Regions from separate parts of the Ovis aries genome. Here region 2 is linked to region 1. Evidence: chromatin contacts called from public Hi-C data. All regions are on one chromosome and are shown on one strand. The core of a region is the stretch at or near the end of the contact, and the rest is flanking DNA. Distances in the headings are between cores, read along the strand shown. Region 1 overlaps SARNP (SAP domain containing ribonucleoprotein). Region 2 overlaps LOC132659457 (a long non-coding RNA gene).

Region 1 (3,101 bases), core at 342-2,841:
AAACATCATTAAAAAAAACAACAACAACAGATGAACAAGATCTGGCCCAACAGTAACTCAAAGGATAAGACCTCAGTCAGTGTTTTAGAAAGATTATAAGTGCAAAAAGGGTTAACTACCTTTTGTACTTTGGTAGTTTGCTACCAAAGTAATTCTAGGTTAAAGGTAACTTCAAAAATAGAATCTATATTAAATAATGTAATAGCGTTACCGGGCTCTTTATTCTCATTTTAAGGCACATAATGACATGCTGATCCAAGGAGAACACCAAAGAAAAAGGAAGGTTTTAAAAATCCTATATGCAGATCAGCGCACAAACAGATATGCGTCCTGGAAAAGACTTTACTAGTTTTGAAGTACAGATCTAAGACCAACCAGTAGAAATTAGAAAGCAGATTCCTATAAAAGAAAGAATGTTGTAACTAAGGAACTATGCTGGTCATCTCTAAAAGGCTTTCAACCAAGGAAGCATTTGGAAATGGAGAGGGGAGCTTTTTTTCTGATTGGGTATTCAGTGAGTAGGACAGGTAGGCAGGGAGGGATACAACATGGAAAACTGTTCTGCTCAAGCCAACAGCTCCCTCTACTGAGAAACACAGTAGGTAATCACCCATTAAAAGCATGGAGCATAACAAAGCCTAACAAGGCATCTGAAGTCAGACTACACCGGGTTCAAACTCCAGCTTTACCACTTACGTCTGTGTAGCCTAGGTGAGTAACGTAACCACTGTGCCTCAGTTTCCTAAGAAATGGGGATAATGTAACAGTACCTGCAGCATAGGGTTGTTACAAAGATTAAACCAGTAAATATCTGTAAAGCATTTACAATAGTGCTTAGCAGCTAGTAAGTGTTAGAAACTGGTTGAAGAGTTAGACAAGATTAGACAGAATCACTGTTTCTCTGATTTCTGAATTTCACAGATCAATATATTTTTAAATAGGTAGAGAGACAGGGCTGCCAACTTTTTATAGCATTCCAGGTTGTGGACCAACACTTTTGTAAACAAATCAATTACGAGAAAATCAGTCATACATTTGGAATGTAGCAGTGATGTCAAACTGCTATAAAAGTTTCTAAAAGCTTACTTTCTTTTTTTAAATTTATCTCATCATTAACCAGTAACAGTTCATGGATGAGCACTGACCTACAAAAAATACAGTGAATAGGACTAATCTAGAATCTAGATTCTAAGTGATCTCTAAGGTCCATTTCTTAAGATTCTAGATCTTTCCCATGGTGGCACTTTATTTTTTTTCAGTTACTGTGTGTGTATTTAAAGGGTACTGGGTGTTTGTTTATAACACAATACAATTTCTTTACTTTCTGTAACTCCTAATCTTCCTTTTTTCTTCTCCTCCTCTAAGTAACATTAAGGGAAAAGGAATGTAAATATTCAGGCAATTCAAATTTCAACTTTCTAACAGAGCTGTTCCTCCCTTCTCCTTCCTTCCCCAAATTGTGTGTAGATACAGATGGAAGTTTACAAAATCTTTCACGTAACAGGGAAAGATAGTCAGTGACAGATTCTGCACAGGATGCTGATCTAGCAGACCTGAAGCAGACAGACTGGTACAACTGGTTGTTTAGCATGGACAGCATCCACCACTGCTAACCACTGACCTTGCTACTGCTGTTGAAATCTCAGCCCCCAACTGGCTCTCATTCCCTAACCTCAGGTCTTTGGCTCATTCAGCAGTCTTCTCAGCACTTCCATGTCCCCTTCTCTAGTCAAATGAGAATGTTACATACATTTTTACACACTGTTGCATCACTTTATTATTATATTGTGGGTTCCCCTCCAAAAGGGAAATTGCTGAGTGAAAACAGAATAGCTGAAAATAAAGTCATTTCACACATTTCATTTTGGCACAATTACATTAGTAGTAGAACAAAACCCTTTTAAAACCTCAAATATGGACCTATAAAGTCAAATCTTACCCATTTTTATATGCATCTGACTTTAAAATGTTTTAAAAGAATGTATTTAAAAAACCCAAGATATATTGAGTGAATTGTACAGCATGTGAATTGTGCCTCAATAAGACTATTAAGAAAAAACAATTTATAGAATACTGTAAGATACTAACATTAATGTAAAAAAAAAAACCATGCAAACACATAACAGTCATACAATGTTTATACACAAGATGCCTGGGCAAGAAACAGATAAAACACCAGCTGGATCTCAGAAGAAACCTGAGGACAGGTAGAGGAGAGAAACCTTTTACCATATACCCTTTTTACATCTTTAAAACTGTGAAGTTGAGTATGAATTACCTATTCAAAAACTAAATTTGGGACTTCCCTGCTGGTCCTGTGATTAAAACTCTCAGCTCCCAATGCAGGGGCCCAGGTTCGATCCCTGGTCAGGGAACTAGATCCCACATGCTGCAACTAAGACCCAGTGCAGCCAAATAAATGAATTTAAAAAAAAAAAAAAAACTAAATTTCCAGTTTCAATCCTAAAATGTTATTTTTCAGTATTAATAAGGCATTTTTCATGTTACCTATCCAACCAGCAGGGAAAGGACTGACTGATCAACTAGCGACACAATACATTTAACATTAATCCCCATTCATTGCCCTGTGATTTCTACTAATTTACTCATCTTGAATTTTGATTCAAATATTGTTCACCTGTTATCTCTCAACTCGGTTTATAAACCTTCAAGGACAGAAGCATTTTATATAATTTATAACATTTCATATGATAGGATTTAAATTTCAAGTATCAATACATGCCAAACAAAAGGCTAAGTCTTTTGAACATCATTTCCTCATTTAATCCTCACAACATCTATGTGGTTGATTTTATTATTACATTTCATAAATTAAGAAAACAAAGCTTAAAGAAACTCAGTAATTTGCTTAAAAAAATCACCCAGCCAGAAAATAGTGAAGCCAATAGCCAGCTCAGATCTCTCTGATTTAAGCCCAATTTTAAGTATCAATATGAAGGATGGCTTTCATGGGCACACTCTATCTCTTAACTATTTTCCTCTTACCTTTCCTCCTCACTCTTTGCTAGCTCTTCTTCTACCCAATCTTGTAAATACAGATATTCACTAAGATGACTATGGCCTCCTGATCCTTCCACTTG
Region 2 (3,101 bases), core at 185-2,684, 140 kb before region 1:
AAAAAGTAAGCACGCCTCACTATAACAAGGATTAATTTTTCTCTCAAGTCAAAAAAATCGGATTCCATATTAAGAAGGCATATATTCCCCCTAAGGTTCAGATTTGGATTCTATTCCTAGCAAAATGCTAGTCTATGCTAGGGACACAGGACTTCTTAGCAAGCCTTAGTGAGCTCTGCTGGGTCACACAGCCCTCCTAGGTCAGGTGCCAGCTTCAAGTTCCCATCCTCAACACTCTCCTCTGAGAGAAGAAAGAGGGAGAGCTCAGTAAAAAGAACCACCTGGGGAATTTCCCTGGCAGTTCAGTGTTTAGGTCTCCGTGCTGACAGTGCAGGGGCCACCAGTTCAGTCTCTCGTCAGAGAACTAGGACCCTGCAGTGCTCACAGCACGGTCGAACAACCTGGCTTTGACTGAAGCTTTACGCTGATCTTCCACATCTTGATATTTACTAGGCAGAATAATAACAGCCAAGCAGTAATATCTCACCTCAGTGTGACGCAAGTGGTTTACAAAGCGCTCTCGCTTGCATTTCTTCATTTGAGCCTCATCTGAGAGGTAGGCATGACATATTCTTCCCCTGGAACAATGGAACAGATGAAGAAACTAAGGCTCAGATAAACGACAAGCTACATAGCCTGCACATGGTAGAATGGTAACTAAGTGCACAGTTTCGGCCTCACAGTTCAGTGCTTTTTATATAACATGTCATTGCCTATAGAGTGTTACTTCTTCAATATTGTTGTGTCTGTTTTGGATGTGTGCCTTCACCTTTTTATGCAAGTTGTAAAAAAATAAGAATATATGTTACTATCTTGAGACTTCCCTGGTGGGTCCAGTGGTTAAGACACACTTCCACTGTGGGGGTTGAGGGATCAATCCCTGGTTGGGGAACTAAGATCCTGCATGCCGCAAGGTGTGGCCAGAAAAATTAAATTAAATTTAAAATAAATAAATAATGATATTATCTCAAGATGAGGACAACAACAAAAGGAAAAAAAAAAAAGGAGAGCTCAGTACTTCTTAACAAATATAGTTGGCACGCTAGGTCATATCTGATGGCCTCCAGTATTTTTGCTGTGAAATACTAAAGCATCATATTGCGACATGAGAGAGTGCACACAGAAGTTGCACAACAAGTATGTATAATGAGAAGAGCACACTGGGTTGCTAGAGGGCTCACACTCTTCTTGTCACTCTCCCTGTGCATCTTGAGAGTTCCTTGTGACCAGAGGGCATCTCAGCGAAAGTCTGCCAACTGCAGTATAAAGCCGGGCATTCTAGCAGAGCCACCCCTTCTAAAGGTGAAAATACTGCTCAGAGCTGCCAAGAATGATGTTTGCACTAGACATTCTAACCCCTACTCCAACTCTGAGCCTCGCCCCATTCCTGAAGCTAAGGGCCCAGCCCCAGTCCCTGCCCTAACACCAGGAATTATCTCATCTGATCCTCTGGCCTTGACTCCTGCTCACTGACCGGACCTCTGTCTATCTCGCCTACCAGTTCCATCCAGTTTCACCTCCTGCCTCACTGACTTGGTTTGATCCTTGCTGGACTCCATTTGGGCTTAATTAGCCATGCCCAGGCACAGGCCCCAGGCAGGTCCTGTTTGACCCTGCAGTGAGGTGCTAAGTCTGTACATCTGCCCACCTAGGCATCCCTTAAATGGAGGCCTTGCCACCACTCCTTCCTGAAATCAAGCTCTGGAATGTCCAGGCCTCCCCAGAGAGCACTGCCTCTTGGAGGAACCAAGGGAACCAAGGACCCTGAACTCACAAGCTCCATCTCCCTTTTCAGTCAATAAAGTGGTTTCTTAAGACAGAGCTTCTCAATGTACATACGGACACAGATATGTATGTGAATGACCTGGGGATCTTGTTCTAAATGCAGATTCAGATTCAGTAGGTCTGGGGTGGAACCCAAAATGCTTCATTTCTAGCAAATGCCCCAGTGAAACCAATAATGTTGGCTTTCAGAGCTAGGGGCACTTTGAGGACCAGGGTTAGACACACTTAGTTGTGTCTGATTCTTTTCTGTCCCCATGGTCTGTAGCCTGCCAGGCTCCTCTGTCCTTGGGATTTCCCAGGCAAGAATATATAGCAGAACCCACTGGAGTGGATTGCCATTTCCTCCTCCAGGGGAGCTTCCCAACCTAGGGATCGAACCTGGGTCTCCTGCATTGCAGGCAGACATTTCACCACTGAGCCACCAGGGAAGTCCAGAGTTCTAGAATACTGATTACTGTGGTATTGCAAAATTAAAAACAAACAAACGACAAGCATAGCAACAGCAACAACAAAACCAAACAGCCCACAGAATCTGGAGTGTGTCACCGTGTGTTTTGTTTTTGCACTAATCATGGCAGCACTGCTTTATCTTTCACTTAAAAGTTTCCTGCAAGTGTGTTCTGTCCCCTACTCATGCGTCAGTTCCTTTACAGCACTCATCCATTCTGCAAACTGTGTTGGTGCTACAGGAAATCGTAAGACCATCCTTGTGTTCAACAGGCCCTTACAGGTAGACAGACCTGTAAACCGGCATCTTCGGTGCAATGTGATGAGTATAATAATAGTATTAATATCTGTATATAGCATGAGGAAAAAGAGGCCTAGAACCACATCAGGTCAGGAACTCATCAGGAAAGCCATACCGGGCAATGAAAAGCCTGAGGTGAATCTAACCAAAGAAAGGAGAGAGCCCAGTGTGGTGCAAGGGACCTGCCTGGCAGAGGGAGAAACAGCCCAGAAGTGGGGGAGAGGGGTGGGCTGCGAGGAAGCCTCAGAGAAGAGGCTGCAGTTTCTTTCCATCAGGGGCCGATCACAGAGGGCCTTGTCCACCACGTTAAGGCACTTGAACCTTATCCAGCAGACAATGAAAAAACTATTCAGATTTTTAAATAAGGGTGTGACATGGTCATGTATGTGTTTTTGATAAAGCATATTTGGCGAAAGTGTGGAGAATGGATTTCAAGATGCCAAACTAAAAACCTAAAGGGAGGGAGGCTCAAGAAGTAGGGGATGTATGTATACTTACACCCGATTCACATTGTTATATAGCAGAAGCCAATACAACGTTGTAAAGCAACTATCCTCCAATTAAATTT

What was found. A called contact is a pair of places that touch in the nucleus more often than the background predicts.
Region 2: a Hi-C map of liver shows a contact between it and region 1, with 3 times the contacts expected there. The contact joins two enhancer-like sites. A contact is called at or near these places in 2 of 16 Hi-C or Micro-C datasets (liver and tail adipose tissue).

Annotation. Positions count from the first base shown.
Region 1 is chr3:163,661,046-163,664,146 of ARS-UI_Ramb_v3.0, reverse strand. All of the region lies in intron 2 of SARNP (SAP domain containing ribonucleoprotein), which reads right to left. Among named protein-coding and RNA genes, the nearest start is that of SARNP, 6.7 kb to the right of the region's middle. Within about 2 kb of position 1,591, at least 6 of the 54 cell types and tissues checked have an H3K27ac peak or open chromatin away from gene starts, as enhancers often do. A contact at or near this core is called in liver, where this site is marked.
Region 2 is chr3:163,800,099-163,803,199 of ARS-UI_Ramb_v3.0, reverse strand. It overlaps LOC132659457 (a long non-coding RNA gene), which reads right to left. Exons shown (of 3, transcript XR_009599955.1): 2 at 488-578. Among named protein-coding and RNA genes, the nearest start is that of TMT1B, 23 kb to the right of the region's middle. Within about 2 kb of position 1,434, at least 16 of the 54 cell types and tissues checked have an H3K27ac peak or open chromatin away from gene starts, as enhancers often do. A contact at or near this core is called in liver, where this site is marked.